2 separate regions of the Mus musculus genome follow, and region 2 is linked to region 1. The links are chromatin contacts, called in public HiChIP or PLAC-seq maps. All regions are on one chromosome and are shown on one strand. The core of a region is the stretch at or near the end of the contact, and the rest is flanking DNA. Distances in the headings are between cores, read along the strand shown.

Region 1 (7,159 bases), core at 1,890-4,389:
CATCTCTGCTTTCGCCGAGATTAAGAGTATACTGTGGTGCCACCTGGGTTAACTCAATGCTGAACAAAACATCTTCCTGTCAATTAGATGAAGTGTATCTTTAATGTTGAAAACATGCCAAGTTGTTTAGCAGATGTAGGGCAATAATACATGCAGTGTTTCAAAATACAAGGAAAGACAATGAAGCTGGCTTTGGGTTTTAAATTTTTCATACTCTCCTGAGGTGGGTAAAGAAGGGAAGTCTTGCCCCTTTCTTTCTACTTCAGATGCTGCCTCTCCTAGTGGCGCCCAGCAAACCGCACAGTTCCTCCATGAGCCCTCTCATTTCGGACCCAACCTCCCAAGTCTCTGAAGCTTTGTTACGGTGGAAACCTACACAAGTTGGGTCACTGCTCCTTGAAAACAGCTTCATAGAAAAGGGACTTTTCCAATGCATGCCACGCATCTAAGACTGTCACCCAAATCTCCTCTTCTAATACTTTCCAGATTAACAGAGGCGACAGAAAACATGTGGAGAAGGTTTGATATGTACATGTCATGGTGGGAGGATAGAGGGGGTGGTGGTGGCTCTCTTAAAGATGAGAGAGGAAGTTTGTAGCAAACACAGGGCACTGAGAACAAACTAAAGTCAAAACACTGAACTAGACTGCAAGGTTTTCCCTACAGTTTTGCTTTATTTTGTCAGTTACTGGGGTAGATTTTTTTCCACTCCAAGAGTGCTGACATTGAAGAAAATGACCATAATAGCCTTAGCTACAAAACTTCCTTGAAGCCCTGTACTTTATCTTAGAGTTTGTGCTTATGAGCCCAACGCTCTCAGAACTTGAGACAGGAAAACTGCTGTAAAGTGAAGGGCATCTGGGGCTACCGAGTTAGTTCTAGGCTAGCCTAGGCCATAGGGTGAGGTAGTTCATAGGCCATAGCTCAACATCTCTCCCCACCCAACAAGGCTGTTAACCCTTACTTTCTAGTCTATAACAATTTGAATTTTGAGAGACAAGCTTGATAACCTGACACCATTAAGTTATTGATATTTCAGGGAGACAAACATGTTTTGAGCAGTTTCCTTTCTTATAGGTGGATTGGGTCAGAATGGAGGAGTGACTATCACCTGACAGCCACACTCTGCGGAAGAGGGAAGCTTTAGAGGCACCACAGTGGGAGGGATAGGATTAATATGCCTAGACCATACTTAGTGTCATGCTAAGGCAGGAACTGGCTACTTAAAGGTCATGAAACACACCTTTTAGGCCCAGATATACTGTAATGACCTAAACATGTTACATGAGATATGCACACTAAAATTCTTTATACTTTTATTATATTATAAAAATTAAAAAAATATAATTAAAAAATTATATTATAAAAATTTCAATGGCTCATATTCAAGCATGCTCACAGAATGTGTTACACATCTAGATCTTTTTAAAAAGGGGACTGACAAGGTAAGTAGGAGTACTTTCTAATATGTATTTTAGTTGCTTCTGGGATAAACAGGCAGCTATACACTTTGTAGAGTTTTAATTTAACTTGAATGTTGACCAATGGGGGGGGGACCCAAATATTAAAACTGTTAAAACCTGAATGGAGAGGGTTCACTCACTCTGACAGAGCAATATACAATGGACTAAATATATGTAAGAATATGTAAATATTTCCTATGACTAGGCAGACCTTGTTCCACTGACTCCTGTCCTAGGCCTGCTAAGATTGCTGGTATTTGTTTCCCATAGCAACAACCTCCTCAGTTAATTTTCCTCACCTGGGATGACCATTAGAGCTAGTATTATGTATTCTTTCTGTCTATGTGGTTGACCTGTCCTACAAACACTACCCACAGTGTTGCACTAATTTAAAACTTACACCACCAACGAATGGGATGAACCCCCAGGCTGGTAACATCAGTCAGTCTCCCTCCCCCCACCCCATCCAATCCTCTAAACATCCACGAAGTCTCATTACTTTATGTATTCACAGGAAATGGGACATAAAGTATTTATAGTAATTGGTGGTGTTTGGAATGAAGATTAATTTAGTCTCTTTAAAATCAGTCACAACCCTAACTGTTTCATTATGTCTAAGTAATAAATTACGATGCCTGAAAAAGTTACTGTGTCAATTACAGGTAGCCAAGAGCAGTGGGTGCAAAGGGCCTCTTTATGTCCCAAGCACAGATGAGGTTTAGGGGCTTTTCTAGCACATGGAAAAATGGGTCCCACACTGGCTGTGACAGGGATAAATGGCTGTAATGCTCACTTGAGTAGAAAAGCCAGGCTCGGAGGTCCCACCCGGTGTAAAGCACTCAGACACCATCTGAAAGAAATTAACAAACCCTCCCCGTGCTTGTGGAATGGTTCCTGAAATGCGAGAGAGGGACTTGGCAGAAAGAGTAGACATCTGTTTTCTCTTGTACTGAATAGGTTCACCCACCAGCAGATCGCCGCTGACGGGTGGGTGACTGCCGACTGCTCAGAGCATGGTGGGCCTCTTGGTGACGGGAACCGATTTCCTGCTCATTTGCCTGCTTATTTGTTGAGAAAAGTGTGCAAGCCTGCCACCCCTGATGTTCTGCTGACCCCCAGCCAACCTCAGGAGGTGACAGAGAAAGGCCTGTAGAAAGCCACTCTTATCACAGGTATCACCCTCAAAGCCGTGCCTTACATCTTTTAAGCCAGTTATCTGTGTGTCTTTTAATAGAATCTGATTTCTCTTTTTTCTTTCAGAGGTAGTCTCTCATCTTTGTAGGCCAGGCTAGACTGGAACTTAGTATGGAGCTCAGAACAGAATGGCCTTAAACTATAGCAATTCTCCTGCCTCAACTTCCCACACACTGGGACTTCAGCATAGCCATCACCACAGCTGGCTTCCAATCTGGGTCTTTTGAGAAGAAGACACACATTTAAACCATGTTTCCCACACCGAGGCTTTCCAGGAGGCCCGGGGCCGTTTCTGTCTGTGAGGCTTCATCCAGGTACTGCTCCACACAGAACTTCTAAGCATTTCCGTCCGAGTTCCCAGTCTCTGTCCAACCTTGGAATAAAACTTTTCTCTTAATTAGCTATTTTTAAAATCAATAAGAGCAAGCACTTCATGGCCACCACATGGCAGTACTGAGCAAGGCTGTGGAGTTAAGAGAATCAGCTACCTCAGTGTTGTCAGTTTACAGCTGTGTGTCTATGGGCTCCTCATACACCTGCCTACCCCAGAACCCAGTGTTATCAGCAACATCTCATCTCTGCCACCCCACCCCTGTGTCACTGCTTCAAATCACACAAGAGGGAAAGCCTTTAACTGTGTGGCCTTTTAATACCCTGCAGCATCCCCAACTCATTCGCAAGAACAGAATGGAGAGTGACTGGTCCCTGATAACACAACCACACAGCCAGACTTAAACTTCCTTCATAAAAAATCCCTCTCCCCAAAAGACATACTCAAGGCAATCCTTGACTGCATCAGCCTAAGAGAATCAAGTCCGGATACTCAAACCCACGATGTGATGGTTAGAAGAACAAGAGAGCTGCTGGCATTAAGACGTTAATTTGTAACCTTAAAAATAAAGGAAAAAGAAGAAACCAGGTACTGAAATCTATATGCTGCAGAACGATGGCACACAGCAAGCATCCCTGAACCTGTGCACTGGCCTTCCTCACAGATGATGGGGAAACACGTCCCTCAGCTAGCTCACAGAATAAAGCTGTGCAGTCCTTGAGTGGGGCTGGCATTCAAAGTGCATCACTGATATGACCTAGATTGTCAACCCACACTCAATCCTCTTTTGAATAAGCGAATGGTAATGATTTCTTCCAGAGATTATTTAAAATACTATGCTACTTAGGTGCTAGAATGTATGTAGGGGACTACCCTATAAAGGCCTTGGCATTGTGGATAAAACAGGCTCCTTCCTAACTCAGTTTCAACAATGCGTGTTGGTGCTCCCAGGATCCACAGGAAGAAACCAGACAACCTAGAGAAAGCCTGCAAGAATCTGGCTGTGAATTGGATTAGGATGTGCGCATCCCGCTCTTCTCTGTCTAAAAGAAACAGAAGCTGAGAATGCCATTCACTTGGAGAGAAACGCAGCCATGTTCTGAGCCTCCACATGTGGTCTGCTACCCTCTTGTTACCAGCCAAGCAACAGGGCTGTCAGTGGACCTACACAAAGCTTGATCTGAATCCCACCAGCTTGCTGTATACAATGGGTCTATGTGTGACTCAAAAGCCGAACAATGGGAAAGGAGCAAGCTGATTGAAAGGGCCTACCAGAATGGCTGGGAAGTAATTACTCTCTTCCCGATGGCTGGCAGAGGCAGATGGAAGCTAGGACTCACTGGAAGCTGGCTTGGCAATATACTGAATAATCCTAGCACTCATGAGCCAGAGGGGGAAGAATTTTGGATTGAAAGCCACCCTGGGCTATGTGTAAGATCACTCAAATACCCCAAAGAAGCAGCCACACAGAGTGATCCTAGTGTGAATTAGATTCCCTGTGGAAGGCTGCCTAGGAGGCAGGGAGAGAGTTCATCAGAGCAAGGCTGATGGTTAGCTTCGGGGGTGGATAGTAGATTAGGTAGAGAGCTCAGAAAAACTCCCAAGAGTACTGTATGAGAAAGAGCATCAATGTGTTACTACCCAGGAAAGAAGTCAACACCAGACTAACCAGACTAGGTTAGTGACAGGCCAATAAACCTTCCCAACTATGAAGGGGTTTAAAAAACACAGCTAAGGAGCTGAGAGAGACTGGGTAGAAACACATAAACGCGGGAAGGGAAACTTCACCATTGTGGCTTGATACTCAGGATTTCTGTGAAATAAGCGTATATATTTAAATTATAAGCACTATACATCATATATTAATAATCTCTTTTTGAAAATCAGGTATTTAGCTCCAAAATGTTAATCAAATGTTAAAATATTTTTGCGTTATTTTAGTAAGAAAGATTATAATACATTATACACTAATGACAACCCCCCCCCCCTCAACCAATCTTCTAAAATGTAATTAGATTGAGCTACAATGAAACTAAGCCCATTCATCACATGTCGGACTATAGATGCATATAATTAATGATTGTTGGGATGGAAACCTTCACAATGCTGCTTCCAGATCACCAAACTGTCGGCAAAGTTGCCAGCAACTAATTGCAATGGAGGCTGTGTTGCCCTTTCCCTTAGAGCCAGCAGCAGCCAACACTCATGGACTTGTAGGGCTCTGGGCAGTTTGTGGTATGTCTATGTATGCCCCCACATTACACTGCTTCTGAACACAGTAAGGCTTTCCCCCTAATAGACCCTTATTTAAATATCACATCGAATGAGGCTGGGCAACATGAATACAGAGGAATGGCTGTAAACATACTGAAAGAGATGCTAGGTTTTATGGTGTGAAAAATCAAGGGACAGGACTTTCTGAAATGGGAGTAACTGCAGAAGCCATGGGAACTGTGTCCTGGATATCATCTAAAGAGAAAGGGGGAGATTTGCAGAGTGACTCAGGATGGAGAGGGAAGGGCAGCATTGTGGTTTTCTGGGTAAGGTCTGCTTGTCCATGTCTAGTCACGTACTGACTGCAGGGCCAGAGTAAATGTGCTACAAATCAGAAAGCAGAGCAGGATCCCTGTCATCACACTTGCTTACTCTATCCTCGTTTTCAGCATCAAACTGGACATTGCTCAGAGGATGAGGCCATCGTCTGACGACCAGGATGCCTTCTACTTTCCGTTTCTATTTTCCTAAATTTCTACTCTGGAGGTGAAGAATACCCATAGGCCATCTTAGGGCCACGCCCTGAGGATTATATGGAAAAGATTACTTTAGAAAAGGAATCCCTTTTATGAATTCCTAAAACTTTATCTGTGCTGATGGTTGTATCCAAAGTACCTCTATGTTGGCAGCTGTAGAACTTTGAGCAGCTACCTTACCTCTCAGGTCCCTGCAGGTGATATATGTCTTCCTTACTGTCCTGAAGCTTCCAGAAGCCTTCTCTCCTGCACTCCTCAGGGAGTGAGCACCTGCTGCTACTCAGAAGTAACCAAGGATAGTACTCAGTTATTTTCCTCTGCACTTCATAAAGCCTGGTAATAGAAAACGACTGCTCTTTTGAAAAGACTTGAAATAACATACAGCAAAATTTTAGGCTTGAAAATATTTGCCATGACAACTGATGCAGGGAAAAGGTTAAAAAAAAAAAACCAAAACAAACCACCACCAACAACAAAAAACCCGTGGTTATCTTCATTAATGTACTTTAGGTACTAGGTGTAAGTATATCATCCACGCTTACATGTGGTCTATGAAGACCAGGATGTAAGTTAAGTGTTGGTTTAGTGAATATGACTCTGAAACAGATTTAGTGTATAATGAAACTCCTGCTACTGAACATGGCATGTGAGAGATGCATGGTGCTTCAAGGGCTGTCTCTTCTGACTCTTTAATAAAAATATGCTTACTGGCCAGGTGTGGTGGCGCACACCTTTAATCCCAGCACTTGGGAGGCAGAGGCAGGCAGATTTCTGAGTTCGAGGCCAGCCTAGTCTACAGAGTTAGTTCCAGGACAGCCAGGGCTATACAGAGAAACCCTGTCTTGAAAAACCAAAATAAATAAATAAATAAAATATGCTTACTGGAAAGCTACATAGGGTGGTTTATGTCTTTAATTCCAGTACTCAGGAGGAGGAGGTAAAGATTCTAAAGTTCAGGGCCATCCTCAGATACATAGGAAGTACAAGAGCAGCGTGGGTTATGTGAGACCCTACCTCATAGAAAACGAAAAGGCTCGCCGAATGCAGGTTGGAGGTGAACACTTTTGGAACTGTAACTATACTGGATCAGTGATTTTCATCACGACAAACTAACTCTTCCAAGTCTATCAAATCATCTAAGGATTTAAGCATTTTATACATGTGGATGGATTTGCGCATACGTGCTACAGTGTGCTTCCTAATATCAGAGGGGAGGTTATAGGAGTTCTTCCCATCTACCCTATTGGTTCCAGGGACTGAGCCCACGTTATCAGGCTTGGCAGTGAGTACGGGGATTGGCTGAGCCATCTCACCAGAAGCACCGTGACTCTGTTGATGAAACTGAGGTGAAAGGAGACACACACTAGTCAGTCAATCCCTTCACATTCCCAAGAGATGACATTTTGGATTCCAGGGTTTTT
Region 2 (7,159 bases), core at 2,799-5,298, 94 kb after region 1:
TGGAACTTTATTTACACAAACCAATTTTGTACTTGCTACTTCCTCCAAGCAAGCCTCCAATCTCTGCCTAAACATTTGCCTTTGTGGGGGGAAAAAAAAGGTTGGGATTGGCTTGGGCACTATTAATTTAAAACATCGTCCACCCAACTTTAATCTACACACTTTACAAAACAGGATCCACTAAACACAAGTGGCTGTGAGCAGAAACGGCTTGGCGAGGAGTGATCAACAGCTTTCTATGTCATCTTCTAAACAAGGCCAAACAGTGAATCACTGGAATTCCTCACGTGCAGCTACACCCAGTTAATCTTCAAGAAAGCAGCAAATTGTGTAAATCTACTTAAACTGGGGTGGCAAGTACCTCGCTCGCCAAGAGTGAGCAAGATTTGCTAAGCTCGCCTATGAGAAGGCAAGCCCATCAGTTGAGGAGAGGCAGACCCACCGAAATTCTGATCACTGGTTCACCTACTTCCAACACCCTGTGACAGACCACTAGGGCAACATTCTCAGCCAAAATGGCTCTGGCTACGTGTCACGATCTGCAAAACTCATACTACGTGACATCACTGAGTCAACTAAAGCAAGGAAGAAGTGCCATGAAAGAAATAAGGAAACATGAAAAAAGTGTAAAATAATGATAATAATGATAGTAAGATTTTTAAAAGACAAGAAACAGAACCTGAAATCAAACTGGAAATAGCCACTTTCAGTCTGTAAAGACTTTTAAAGTATGAGGCACTTCCTGTTCCTTTTAAGCCACAATGAAATATTTTCACAATTACCAACGTCGTGATTAATGGTTTCATTTCCGTTGGGGGACGCTGGTTTCACAGAGTCAGACTGTATCTACTTAAGGAATATCATATTTGCAAGTCACAACCCACAGTGAGAAGATGTGCTCATTTCTTCAGAAACTTAAAACTAATAACCTTTATCTAGCACTGACTAGCAAGGAGTCACTGGAGTATTCAGACTCACCTCACTGGCCTGAGCTGAGCAGGTGTATGTATGTGCCCACAGGCTTGTGATGCAGGAAAATCCTGTTTATCCAAGGTGCCCTGGTTACAGCCCTTGGGGAGAGAAGGATGAGCAAGGCCCACCTCTGCTTCCACAGAAACTGGGTGACTCCTCCATATGTAAAGTGCAAAAGGGACTAACAATCGCTCACCGGAGCAAAATGCTGACATCAATGTTCCCACCAAATACCACCAACTCATCCTTCAGATCAAACTCTGAACATCCTTCTTCACCTTCTCTCTCCCAACCTACACTCACATACATACGGGGTGGGTGGAGAACTAGGGAGTCAGAGGTACCGGCACGGAGGATTTCTACATGGGTGTTTCCTGGGATGTTCATGGCAGAAAAGGCCATTGGAGTATGAGGTCCCAAAGGCCTGGTGGCCAGGATTCAAGTCCTGCCTCTGCACGCTGGGTGGTATGGACTCTGGGCAAGTTATTTAATCCATGCTTTAATGTTCACTGTAAAGTAGAGACTAATATTACCTACCACACAGGGCCGCTGCCAATGTGATGAAATCAGTTAATCCACAGAAACATTCCAAATGCCAGCCAGCAGGTAGTAAGGTGCTCGGTGATCGTTAGCTACCACGATTCTGTGTGTGTCTATACTAAGAGTGATTCTGACTTGTAGGCGTTCCAAAGGTGATTTAAGTATCCCTCACACTCCTTTTTATTCCTCAAGGAAGTTATCTGAAATCAGCCCCTAACAGCTGATTGTGTATTTCTAGATGAAAATCAAACTGCATTATATGCCTGAAAATTGCCAATTCTGTCGGCAAACTGAAGAAAGCATTTATGAACTGAAAGGCGCAAAGCTTTGCATCACAGCATCTTATAAGAAGTATTAATTAGATTTCCCATTCAGGCTAAGCCAGGATGAGATCATGAAGTCACTCACGGTAACCAGGTCCCTGCGCTCCAAGTGTGCTTTTTCAGTGAATGGCAAAATACTAACAAAAGAAACCTTTGACTCAAATACCACTGGTACCCAGGGTCTTGTGTCTGTATAATGCCTACACATTCATTTCTTTCTTTGCCTATAGAAAAAAGAAAGTCTGTTTGTTTTTCTGATTCAGTCAGCCCTTTTAGTCTTTGAGTCTAAGGAGAGGCTTGTGAAAAGAGCATCTTATCAGCATGCTCCAGCCAGCAGGCTGTGCCCCCCTCCACAACCAAACCTCCAGCCTCTCTCAGCAAAAGGCCTCACCCTCTGAGCCTTTTCCCATTTCAGAGCTAACACCCTGCTGGGTTTTGACAACAAATAAATGAATACACAAGGCCCTAACATAATTAGCCATCTTTTCAGGTAGAGAGAGGTGGGTGGGGGGAGGAGGGCTTGGGAGAATACTTTAGTGTAAATTGGCCTCACTTCTGAAGTTGACGCTGGCACACAGCATCTGAGGGCACTTATTTTAAATAAAGCCACATGAAGTGAGTTTTCGAGATACCCGTCCGTGAATCCTGACCTTGTGCATATCTATCTCAGCCAAGTCGTCAGTAAAGATTTTAAACTTGTAACCCAAAGATTGGACTTCTTAATCCAGGAGAAAGGCTGTGGCTTGGACATCGTGGGCACTGAAACCCAGGGACATTTATTTACTTCTTTTAAAGGGGAATTTTAACAAACAAAAGAGGCAAAGAAAGTAAAATAGAAAATAGTACTTTGTGACCCCGAGGAAGCATTTCAGATGGGCTGATGCTGGACAGCCGGAACAATAATCCTGCAAACCGCCACAAAGAACTCAGCAGGCTCCAGTGCCACACATCTGGATCTTAATGGAACCACAGTTTACGTGGAAGGGTGCATTTTGCTGCTATCATTACTGGGATAACTTAATTGATCTGTCTCTGTGGCTGAGGGTGTAGACTAGAGATTTATTACGAAGGGAAAAGATCTGCAATGCTGCCTTTTCTTTTTCAACAAGCATTCTGTCACTGACCTCTAAACGAGTTTAACCTTTTCTGAGCAGACCTGCACATTTTTAACATAATTTAGAGCTAGGGTTTTTGTTGTTGTTATTGCTGCTGCTGAGAGGCTGTGGGGTTTTTATCACAACATGGCTTCAGTAACCTTCTTTCAAAAACAAAGATGTTAAAAACAAAAGACCGAAACTAAAACCTGCCAGTTCCACTCCTTTTCCAGGCAGGGGATTCGGATGTAACCTTTCAAGTGCCTTTGGAGTTCAATCTGTTAGAAAATGTATGAAACAAAATTAGAATAGGAAAAGGCGTGTGTATGACTCAGGCTTATCCCAGTATCTCTATCACAGGATTTCCCTGTGTTTCTGAAAACCTTGAGAAAGTGACAGAAGTTCCTGTTTTTCTTTTCTTTTTTGTCTTTTTTTTTTTTTTTTTAAAATAAGAAGGGTGGCGCGCGCGAACACACACACACACACACACACACACACACACACACACACACACGTCTTCCGGGTTCCCCATGAATCAGACAGGTTTCTTGGAGGTCCCCTAGTGCAATGCAAAGCACTGCCCCGACGTATCCCCAGTTCCTCTGTACACAAAGGTCTCCAGGAAACCCCCAAACTTGTTGCGGGCCGCCGGAGCCCTTGGCCGCGCGCCTGCCCGTCCCACCTCTCCGCCAGTCCCCGTCCCGGTCCCCCCGGGCATCTCTCCGCCCGCCGCCTCCTTCCGAAACCGGGTCACCGCCCCGCGCGCTCGGCGCAGGCCTGGGGAGCGCGGCAGCCTCACCTGCTTGCGGTAGGGCGTCCTGCAGCCGCCGGCAGCGCCGGGGTGGCCGCTGCCGCTGGGGAAGATCATCTCGGGCGCGGGGAGCTGAGGCAACCGGGGCCGCGGCGCTCCGGGAACTCCCTCTCTCGCCTGTCCGGGCAGGCGGAGGGAGGATGCGGCCGGGGACTGGCTCGCGGCTCCCGCCCTAAAAGTGCGGCGCGACGCGCGCGGCCGGCGACTCTCGAGCAGCTCCGGGGGCCGCCGCCCTGCGTGCCATGGACCGGAGTTCGCGCGCGGTGCCGGCGGCAGCGGACGAGCAGCGCCGCCGCGTCCCCACCTCCCGCCGCCTCAACCACCGCCCCGAGAGCGCGCCGGCCGGGGGCGGGGAAGCAGCCGCGCACCGCCTAGTGCCGCGCCCAGCCCTCCCGCGCCTCCCGCCCGCCCGGCCGCCCGGCCGCGCCCGCTCCCCCGGCCTCGGCCCCCGCGCTCGGCCTCCCGGGCTGGGGCGGCAACCCGGGCTGCGCGGCGCCCCCATCCCGCGCAATGGTTGGCTCTGGCGCCCCGCATGCCTCACATTCCTGGGAGCAGCCACCCCAGGCCCTTGGGCCAGGCGTCGCCGTGGCTTCGCACCCCACTTGGCTGCCCCTTTTAAGGGCATCGCTTCGGGAACCGCTGGAACACCTGGATAGGAAGCCAATGGCCCGCCTTTTCTTTCATCTTTCACAGCAGCCCCTGGTCCCGAAAAGGCGCGGATAATTACTCTCACTTCCCTGTCCAGATCTACCTCCCAGGACACTTCTCAGCCCCCCAGTTATAAGCATGCTACATTTTTGTAGAGCAAACGGGTGGGTTTTTTTTGTTTTGTTTTGTTTTGTTTTTGTGTTTTCCTTTCCAGTCCCTCACCCAAATACACCCGGGAAAGTTTTCAATTTCATTCTTGTGCCACAGAGGAAGAGTTTTCCTTCAAGACAACATTATCAAAAAAGCAATGAAAACCTTATAAGCCATCCAAAGGGGAGACCTGTCCTTCCTGGAAAAGACAGAAGATACAGGAATTCAACCTAGTTATTAAAAAGACGGCAAGAAAGGGACAAAGACAGGAGTAATTTCCTTTGTTCTCAAGTGGAAAAAAAAATAAAAACTGCTTCTCTTGCCGCTCCTTTTGCAGTCACCTCTCTGGATGTAGCTAGCAGGCTTTGAACACATGTTGATGTGGAGGCCTCAGAAGAGGGTGGTCAAGCAAGCCATTTCTGGATAGGGTTACCAGGGCTGGTTGCCATCTTTAAATTGGCGACGGGGTCCCTGACAAGTATTCCTGAATTCTGGGATTACAGCCACAGTACACATACATAGGTCTTCCCTGGCTTCTAACATCTTCCTGGAAAGGCCCATCTGCTACAACAATGAAAAATCCCAGCTTGTCTTAACAAGAGAAGGAACTCAAACTCTGGCTGTCACAGAGATGCTATGAACGTCAACTTTCTAGCCAAAGTGTAGCCATTCAGAGACTTTTCTGAAAACAAAGTTGAAAATTATACTTCCCAGAAATCCTGCTGGTGACTTAGTCAGCTGCTTCCAAAGTCCCCAGAGTTCCAGCAAAAGTAACAAGAAATAATAAGTCTTGCCTATTGAAAGCAGACACACCCACAACACACACATAATCCTAATTCTTTTCACTTAAAAAAAAAAAAAAAACAGCAAAGGCTAGGGTATTCGGTGCATACTGGGCAAGTAAAACCTTAAAATTCACAGGATATCTGCCCTTGAAAGTGTTTAAAGATTACAGCACAGCCAGGCTGTGAGCTAGTGGGGACCCCAGAACTGTTTTTCTACTACTACTCCATGCATTGGTTTTGTTTTTTTTTTTGGTTTTTTTTTTTTTTTTTTTTTTTTTTTTTGCTGTGACCTGTTGTCTTTCCTCACTATGAGCCAGCACAAATGCAAAGTGGACAGTTTTAGTTCCAACTGTTCAAGTCGAAGATGCCTTTTCCTGAGGACTCGAGACACACCCTACTTCATCCTACCCTCTGCACTATTACCACAAGTCCCACCAGTCATCTACAGAAAAAGCCAGTGTACAACCTCAGTTGTCCTGACTGGTCTCTTAGGAAACCACAATTGAAACCACAGAAGAACAGCATTAAATTTTTTTATGGCTTTTCTCTCAAGTCATGATGTACTTGCTGGGTCATGACCCATTGGATACTGTGCTATTCCAAAATGCTAGCACTCGATTGGATGTCTAATAGTTCTCTAGAGATAAGAAAATGTTAAATGATAAAATTTAAAGAGATGGCAAAATAAATCTGATACTAGTAGAATGTGCAAATAATACTGAGAGGTATTAAGAGAACTGACCTTAAGACTTAAAATGAATCTAAGAATTAGCATGCTGTTTATAGTTTCACATGAACTGCTTAAAAAGAAAAAACATAGACATGTAGTACTTAAAAAAAAAGGAAACTTGAGTTCAAAAGCTCCAAATATGAAGTAGATCTATAAGCCATTATACAAAGAAGAAAAGATTAATAGTCCAACCTCAAAATAGGATCACAGAAACCCAAAAATTCAAACTTAAGGGAAATAGCTGGAATATGAAACTCTGTATATAACATACACAATCAATTCTAGATAATCCATGAGCAATTATAGGGATGGAGTCTAGCGAGGTCCGTCTAGAAAAGTCCACTTTCATTGTTGTCGATTTTGAAAGAGACATCAGAAACTAAAGGAACTGACCAGAAAGCCTGCAAGCTATTCGGGTGAAAATTCAGTGCTGCGGAGCCTTGTCCTGTGTACCTCCTTCTCCACCCTCAGCCTTAGGTGAAGCTGTGGGAATCTGACCCAGGGGCAGCCACTCTACAGACTGGCCAGTGACCTATGATCTGGGTGGGACTGGAAACATGAGCTCGCCAATCTGATTCTCAACCCTTGGGAATTTGATTCACAAAACTCCAAGGGCTAAACCAGTTAGGAAAGGGAAAGAAATGGCAAGAGCTGCCTGGGGTGAGGGGAGGGGGAGGGGAGAGGAGGCCATGACAGGCCAGAACCATATGCAAGCCAAGCTTATGAGGAAGCAGAAGCTATGAGGAAACAGGAAGCTGCCTGGCAGCAGGCAGGAAAGCAGCAGAGCAGACACCAGGAGCCCCGAGCACTTGGTGGTGAGAGACGATGGAGAGAGCTCCTGTCCCTAGAGAGGTGTTGACTCCTCTTCAGAATAGCAGCAGCCCTCGGACACTATGTGTACACTCAGGCCACAGCCCTGGCTAAATGAGTTGAAAGAGTTTCTTGTCTCTTTGTAACAACACAAGAGACAAAATGAAGGCAGAACCAAGCAAGCCTGACTCCATATTTCAGTTCCCTACTTATGCCACACATGATCTGGGGCAAGCTAGTTGCATCCCACATTGTTTTCACAGTATAGTGTTACATCAAAAAGGTTCCCAACTTGA

What was found. HiChIP or PLAC-seq counts read pairs in DNA pulled down with a chosen protein or histone mark.
Region 2: a contact with region 1 is called in an H3K4me3 HiChIP or PLAC-seq map of the SCID.adh cell line, with 13 read pairs. The contact joins the promoter of Rbms1 here to the enhancer-like site in region 1. A contact is called at or near these places in 1 of 15 datasets of contacts at CTCF or cohesin (CD8 T cells), 10 of 484 Hi-C or Micro-C datasets (the C2C12 cell line, Th2 cells, embryonic stem cells and 7 more), 6 of 115 datasets of contacts at active chromatin or transcription factors (the SCID.adh cell line, bone marrow-derived macrophages, cardiomyocytes and 2 more) and 7 of 9 other capture datasets (adipose tissue, bone marrow-derived macrophages, embryonic tail and 4 more).

Annotation. Positions count from the first base shown.
Region 1 is chr2:60,784,177-60,791,335 of GRCm38.p6, forward strand. The region is part of intron 4 of Rbms1 (RNA binding motif, single stranded interacting protein 1); the gene reads right to left. Among named protein-coding and RNA genes, the nearest start is that of Rbms1, 94 kb to the right of the region's middle. RefSeq lists an enhancer at 1,484-3,387. Within about 2 kb of position 3,140, at least 52 of the 459 cell types and tissues checked have an H3K27ac peak or open chromatin away from gene starts, as enhancers often do. A contact at or near this core is called in the SCID.adh cell line and craniofacial prominence, where this site is marked.
Region 2 is chr2:60,877,390-60,884,548 of GRCm38.p6, forward strand. It overlaps Rbms1 (RNA binding motif, single stranded interacting protein 1), which reads right to left and starts at 4,049. Exons shown (of 14, transcript NM_001141931.1): 1 at 3,729-4,049. The coding sequence starts at 3,797. It overlaps LOC108168762 (a long non-coding RNA gene), which reads right to left. Exons shown (of 2, transcript XR_003953832.1): 2 at 5,577-7,159.